Regions from separate parts of the Mus musculus genome. Here region 2 is linked to region 1. A link is a contact called in public ChIA-PET data. All regions are on one chromosome and are shown on one strand. Each heading gives the region's core, a stretch centred on a gene start, on an enhancer-like site or on the middle of the called end of the contact. The rest is flanking DNA. Distances are from core to core; before and after follow the strand shown.

Region 1 (3,592 bases), core at 274-2,773:
TTAGATGATCACAACAACAGAAATGAAACTAGAACATTCATAATTACTTATGTATCAGTTTTTCTTGCTACGGTCTAAGCACAACACAGACAAGGCCCACCCACAAGATCATAGTTTCCAAATGATAGTGGGCACCTCTGATGTCAAGCTACACAGATATGAAAGGTATAACCTGTAGGTAAACCTCTTTAGATTGTGTTGAATTAAGGACTGTTGACAGAGCTTAAAGCTTGAATTTTGCTGGAAACATCTCAGAGGATTTTTCTTTAATTGGAAGAATTAAAGCTTATCTTGGCCCCTTTCACCAGTGCAGTTTAACTGACTTCAATTTAATAGTCTTGGTAGGTGCAAGGGCAGCTGGCATAGGTACAAAGTGTCTAGTCCCATTAGAAAAGGATTTTTGAGTTCTAGTTTTTGGTTACACGGTCTATTCTATTGGCATGAGAATGTGCTAAAACAACAATGACAGAGACAATGTCCCAATTCTGTCTGGCCATGCCTTGAATCCTGGGAGAGTCCAGGCTTTCCGTAGTTCTCCTGCCTGTTTTCAGTTTACTTAGAACTAGAAGGGTCTGGGATTTTCCCACTAAGTCCTGCTTTCACTTTCTGCTTAAGGTAACAGTCTGTACACTATATGTAACAGCCAGCTGATCGTCATTTGTCCCTGTTAAAAATGACACATGCCTAGGTGAAGGCTCCCGGAGTTTCCTGTTCCTCAAAGCAAACAAAACCTTGTGTTTACAACTGTCAATTTTACTTGCAAAATGCCTGTTATATCTTTTTTTTTCACATTTCCATTTATTTTGTTTATGTATTTATTTACTTACTTTTTAAGTCACTATTTGTCAGAATGTTGTCACCTCTTAGCACAGACTCTTGTTGAAACCACCTGGGACTGGTCCTCTCTTCCTTCAGTTCAGGGCTGTACTTAACCTTGGGTTTGCATGAAAACATCAACCCAAGGAAAACGTTTGTGGTTGGTGACACTGAAGGGTTGGTCCAACTGTCTTAGAATGATTTTCAAGGCCGGGAGGAATGGGGGACCAGTGTGTCTGACATTTCTTCCTCGGGTGCCCTACCCGCCCTGTTTCCTTGTCCCAGTTGATAGCCTACCAATTCCGAACACATCATGTCCGTTCATGCTTCTGTGACTCTGTTGCACCATGTTCCTCCACCCAGGTTATTGCTTTCTACATCTTCTGGGTGGAAACTTACGTACCCATTAAGGCCCATCCAGGTGGAATGGAATCTGTGCAGGCTCCCTTAACTGCTGTGATTGGTTGAATAATCAAAGAGGCGGTTAGTAAAGGAGATGAAAGACTGAAGCCAACACAGCACAGCACTCTCACCTAACATAGCAAGGGCATCCATGCTTGAATTTTGGTGCCAGGCCTTTAAACACTTGTAATTACGTTTAGTTACCGTTGGTGTGAGCATGTGCTTATGCCACAGTGCAGGTGTGGAGGTCAGAGAACAACTACAGGGTTCAGCTCTCTCCTACCGTGTCAGTATGGGGGACTGTAGATAGACTGTCAGGCTTGGCAGCAAGTCTTCCTCTACTGAGCAATCCTGCTGGCACGTATAAAAGGCATTCTGGGTAGAGTTTCATTGATTAAAATCCTCCATTGATTTTCTTCATAAATGATTGCCATAATGGCTTTATTTTCCAGTTCAGCTTCAATATAACAGAACAAGAATAGAAAAGTCTCAAGTGGGTGGGGAGATGACTTAGTAGGTAAATAAAATATATAGTAAATATGAGGGACCTGCGTCCAGAGCCCTAGAACCCATATAAAAAGCCAGACACTTACAATCCTAGAAACAGTGAGGTGGAAGGTAGAGACAGGCTTGCTGGCCCTGGAAGCTTGCTGGCCATTGAATAGTTTAGCCTATTTGGCAAGGTTCCAGGCCAGCAAGCCTGGTACACACAGCATGGCAGAAATGAGGCAGATGGCTTCAACAAGGAGGGAGGAGAGATCTGGGTCCTGAATGCTGTTCTATGAGGCATGATCTCTGTATGCAGCACACACACACACACACACACACACACACACACACACACACACACACGGAACAGAATAAAGAATTTTTAAAAATCCCAAATTATTTTTTGTGGTAAAATAAACCATTATAACCATAAACTTCCATAAACCATTCAGCTTAATTGTCTCAGGCTCACATTTCTTTGTGCTGTACTTCTTTACCTCATGCAATACTTTGCTAAAATATCAGGAAACAGCTCAAGAAAGGACTGCAGTTGATGGGTGTGAATATGCTAGCCTTGTGTGTTCTGTAAGGAAGCATCCTGCCTGATATCCACTCCACCTCCCACCCCTGACCTCCCACTCACTCCACCTCTCAGCCCTGCCCTCTCACCCCTATAGAATCTGGGCGCGACAAAGTGTCCTTCGGTTGCTAATCATTAAGGTAACAGCGTATAAACCAGTCACTTCCTTCTGCTGTGATGGGCCGGTTGGTTGTCCTGAGCAGGTGGCCTGCGGCACTCACCAATAACTTACTTTGCTTTGGAGTCTGGCACACACCCGCTGGGCACTTTCAGACCCTGAAGTTTCTGAGGAAATTCTGACTTGGGTGTTTAAAATCATTTTAGGCTTTTGCTGCACCAGTGCTAAAGACAAATGGTTAATACTATCTCAGGAACTTGGGGGAATAATCCTCCAATTCACAGTTGTGGTCAGAAGGCCACTCTTGATTTGACTAATCAGGAGCCTGAACAAAGACAGGTGGGTGTCCTAGGGAGCTCTTATTTAGGTTGCCCCTTCAGAGATGGGGAGGAACACATCTCTCAGACCCTGTGCTCTTCCTCCCAGAATGGCTGCTGATGTTTTCTAAGCTATCCCTGCCATCTCTCTGCAACAGACACACTGGCTGAGAGCTGGGACCGCCCTTGCCTTGGTATCTTTCTAGGTTCATGGTTTGGGGGGTCGTGTTCAAGCTGACACATTAACAAGAGGGGGGAAGTGTTTTTATTTTGAATGTATACAAGAATTCATTTTTTAAAATGGCTCAAAATGAGGCCTATAAACCATCATAGGCTAATCAGATGAAATGGGGTGTGGGTTATTGGGGGAGGAGGGCGATGAAAGTTGTGACATGTCCAGGAGATGGTATGTGTCAAAGAACGGCTGCCATGCTTGTAGATGGTGGCATCTCTGGTTGCAGCTCTTCTACTGAAGGTGGAAATTTCCATTGTAATTGTAGCATTAAAAATGCTTTTTGAAGGGGGAAAGTGTACTCTCTAGGTTTTGGAAGTATGGGAAAAGTCAAAAGCTCCAGTTGCCTTTAGTTTAAAATTCTCCATATGCCCCCAAGGCATATTGTGGGGTACGTCTCTGGCCCCCTCACCCGCTCAGTGCAGATCCTCTGTGTGTGATGTCATCAGGGACGGCCCTTCTCAGTAAATAAAGAGTTATGTAAGGAGTGCATGAGTGAGAGAACTTTTTTCCCGCCTGCCTAAACATGACACATTGCTTTTCATAGTGTGGCTAAATGCTACTTCCTTGGGGGAGGAGATCCACTGATTTGAGTTCACACTGAAGTGTAAATATGTCTCACAGTCTTGTTCTCTTCT
Region 2 (3,724 bases), core at 982-3,481, 170 kb before region 1:
AAGATGCAGAGGTAGAAGAAAAGTCATGAGTTCCATGCCAGCCTACACCTCTGGTGGAGTTGAGAATTAATATCATCAGAGCAGCCTTTATATAAAACACACACACACAAAATTAAAAATCATGCTGTGTGATTTGGATATGGTGGCTAATGCCTGTAATCTTAGCAATTGAGAAGATGAAGCAGGAGGGTTTCTGTAAGTTCAAAGCCTGCCTGGGCTACATAGTAAGTTCCAGGCTAGTCTGACTTTTGTTGGCAATGGTACTTATTTCTGTGTCTATGAGGCTGTGTCAGGCATCTGATAAACATAAAAGATGCTGTCCTCCAAATAATTTTAAATCTGCAATGGTTGAAATAACATCAGATATTCCTGGTGATATTTTCTTCCAAACTTGTCTCTCAGAAGTTGGAAGTCTGAGGCAGGAGGATTACTTGTATGCTCAAGGCTAGCCTAGCCACCATGACCAGAGTCTGTTTATTTTAATTAGAAAAGTAAAATTCTTAATGATAACATCTGATGACCACCAGAAGCAATGACATTTTGTAAAGGGCAATCAGTGAGGTCAAATACCAGAGCTCCTGGGGCATTATAAAGTATCTCAAATATATGGAAATTTAGAAGGAAATACCACCACAGTTATTTGATGTTCTTTTAACCATTGCCCAATGAACATATACTAGTTTTAAAACAAACAAAAAACATAGTTTTTTTTGGTATCTTTTCGTCATTGCCCAATGAGCACGTACTACTTTAAAAAACCAAAAAGTTGTTTTTTGTTTCTGGGCTTGGAGGTGCACATCTGAAATCCAGCACCAGGCTAAAGAGGCTACAGAGGCTAAAGCAGGAGGAACTTGGTTTTGAGGGCAACAGCAAGATCTACACAGCAAGATCCGTCCCTCCAAATGAAGATAATAGTAATAGCAAACTACAATGACATATATGTAAGAAAATTTTACAATGAAACCCATTATTTTGTATGTTCGCTAAAATTTAAATGAAGAAACCTCACATTTTGAAACTGGCGTTTGAGATGGAGTCTTATGTAGCCTAGACTGTCTCCTTACTCACTATAATATGACCCCGAAATTCTGATCTTCCTGCCTCCGCCTTCCAAGCGCTGTGCTTACAGTTGTGGACTACTGCCACGTTTGGCTTCCAAAAATTAATCATTAACTTATTTATTCATTTATTTATTAGGTCTCACCATCTAGCTCCGGCTTGTCAGAACTCATTATGTAACTCAGGCTGGCTTAAAACTCCTAGAAATCCACTACCTTCTGCCTCTAGAATGTTGGGATTAAAGACTTGTCTAGTTCAGAAAAGTAACCGAAGACAAAAAACAAACCAAACACTTCAGTAGATTGAATGTCAACCCTGGAACATTCTTTTCTGCCTCTGATTTCTGAGAGTGGCTATGGGGGTGGAAGCAACGAAGAAGGTAGGCTTATGTCCTGAAGTGGTTACCAGGGAAGAGGACCCGGAAGAACCCGACAACCCAACCTAGTGTAGGGGAGGAACCCTGTCTCTGAGATCCCTTATAGGAACATAGGGACGGCATCCTCTACTGTATCCGCGCCCAGAAAAGTGGTGGGTAGCACTGCGCGCAGCCTGGGCAGAGACTGCCCGCTGTCTCACCATCCTGAAGAGGTCAGCTCGGGACGCAGCAGCTGGCAACAAAGGGGCGTGGCCTAGAAGCAGGTCTGCGTAGATTGGCTGCGGCGCACGGCCGGCCCACGAGCTGGTCAGCGCTCGCTCCTCCCCTCGGGACTGTACGGCACGCTGAGTTCACGTGCCCGTCTGTGCTCCCAGTTGTCGCACGCACGTGTCTGTGCACCGCAGGCATGGGTGGAGGGCTTGCAGTCCCTGGGCTTCCCGCCTCTGCTGGCCCGCTGGGTCGCCTTCCTGGCAAAGGGAATTTTCCAAGAAGGCCTGGGAGCCGCTACGCTTTGTAAATAACTGTAGAGGAACCGAGAGGCGGGTGCGGCCGGGGTGGGCTTGCAAACCCACAAAAGAAAAACAGTTACAAGGACAGGTCTATTTTAAAAATCTATTTTTCCTTTCTCTCTCTCTCTCTCTCTCTCTCTCTCTCTCTCTCTCTCTCTCTCTCTCTCTCTCTCTCTTTTAAATTTTGAAACCTTGAACTTGGGCGATTGCCTAAGAGCACAGAGTGTTTTTAATCTTCGACAGTAGTACAATTGCTTGGCAGCAGAGTATGCCAACCCCCCTGATCACGGACGCGATGTTCTGCTGGGCATTTGTGTAAATAACTCACGGAAGCTGCTGTGAGAAGAATGCTTCCGATCTAGATGATCGCTTTGGTCCAGAAACGAGGAAGCCAAAGCTAGCTTTAGGGTAAGGCTCTGAGAACCCCTGAGGCTGCCCATTACCATCTTAGTTCATAGGACCTAGAATGCATTGCATCTGTGACTACACACAACACTTAGCTAAGAGGACAGGAAGAGTTGCTGAGCCGGTGAGAGTGGAAATGTCATGTGAGGCTTCCTTGTAAGCAGTGGGGATGCAAGATAAGGGCAGGATAGGAGAGGCTCATGATTTCGATCTGCTAGTATTTGGAAGGCTGGGTAAACAGGAGGTTGTGTTGGTCTTGCTTTTGCCTCGGGGGATATAAACTTATAGGAGCCAAATTTGAGATTCATTACTGAAAAATTATAGGGTTCTGTCCAGGAATCAGATTGAGCTAGAAGTTCACATTCACAGGAGAGAGAGATGGGTGCCTAAAACTCAGTTTTCATCTTGCGTACCCCAAGCCTTTGTGTATCCATAAAAGAATTTATCCTGATAGATAGATAGATAGATAGATAGATGATAGATAGGTAGATAGATAGATGATAGATAGGTAGATGACCTTGCAAAAAGTGATATAGTCTGCAGGGTTCTGCGTCGATTTATCATTTGGTCTGGAAGGTTCGCTCTTTAAGGTGTGTTGCTGCTCTATGTACAGGTGGAAAAGGACTGCCCAGCACTAAGGAAGGATGTCCCATCTCCACCTCACCAGGAAGTATGATCCTGACTATGGGTTTAACAAATACAACGGCATCGTGATATCAGCAGCTGTTCATTGTTTCCTACCCTGTCCCCAGCTTTCTAACCCTTCCCCTCCTCAAAGCAGATTAGATCTGCAGAGCTGTGTCTTATTTTTTTTTATTTTTTTATTTTTATTTTTATTTTTTTGGTTTTTCAAGACAGGGTTTCTCTGTATAGCCCTGGCTGTCCTGGAACTCACTTTGTAGACCAAGCTGGCCTCGAACTCAGAAATCTGCCTGCCTCCGCCTCCCGAGTGCTGGGATTAAAGGCGTGCGCCACCACTGCCCGGCTCAGAGCTGTGTCTTAAGGATGAATTTGACCTGAGTACTTATTACCTAGAAGATAACACAGAGTCTACTTCCCTGAAAAGTCAGGAGAGAGATGCTGGTCTGCATCAGCTCTGTGGTCCCTGGGTTTTGGTTTGGTATTACCCTAGGGATATCTGGGTATGATCGTATATATGTATAATCCTAGCAGGTAGTCAAGAGATCAGGAATTCAAGGCCAGTCTTAGCTTCATAGCAAGTTAGAGACCAGGCTGGGCTACGTGAGATCTTGCCTTTAAAAGATGTACACACACAAATACACAAACAGGCCTGCCCCTGCCCCTACTATCCTACAGGGTAGGTACTAATATCCCTTATTTCAAGAGTCAGAAACAGGAGGATTGCCACGAGTCA

The links. ChIA-PET counts read pairs in DNA pulled down with a chosen protein or histone mark.
Region 2: a contact with region 1 is called in an H3K27ac ChIA-PET map of liver, with 7 times the contacts expected there. The contact joins two enhancer-like sites. A contact is called at or near these places in 5 of 484 Hi-C or Micro-C datasets (LSK cells, bone marrow-derived macrophages, liver and 1 more) and 15 of 115 datasets of contacts at active chromatin or transcription factors (CD8 T cells, DN3 thymocytes, the HPC-7 cell line and 12 more).

Annotation. Positions count from the first base shown.
Region 1 is chr2:11,361,117-11,364,708 of GRCm38.p6, reverse strand. The region is part of intron 1 of 8030442B05Rik (RIKEN cDNA 8030442B05 gene); the gene reads left to right. Among named protein-coding and RNA genes, the nearest start is that of Gm13291, 22 kb to the left of the region's middle. Within about 2 kb of position 1,523, at least 37 of the 459 cell types and tissues checked have an H3K27ac peak or open chromatin away from gene starts, as enhancers often do. A contact at or near this core is called in liver, where this site is marked.
Region 2 is chr2:11,533,613-11,537,336 of GRCm38.p6, reverse strand. It overlaps a transcript of Pfkfb3 not described here. Among named protein-coding and RNA genes, the nearest start is that of Gm10851, 14 kb to the right of the region's middle. Within about 2 kb of position 2,231, at least 339 of the 459 cell types and tissues checked have an H3K27ac peak or open chromatin away from gene starts, as enhancers often do. A contact at or near this core is called in liver, where this site is marked.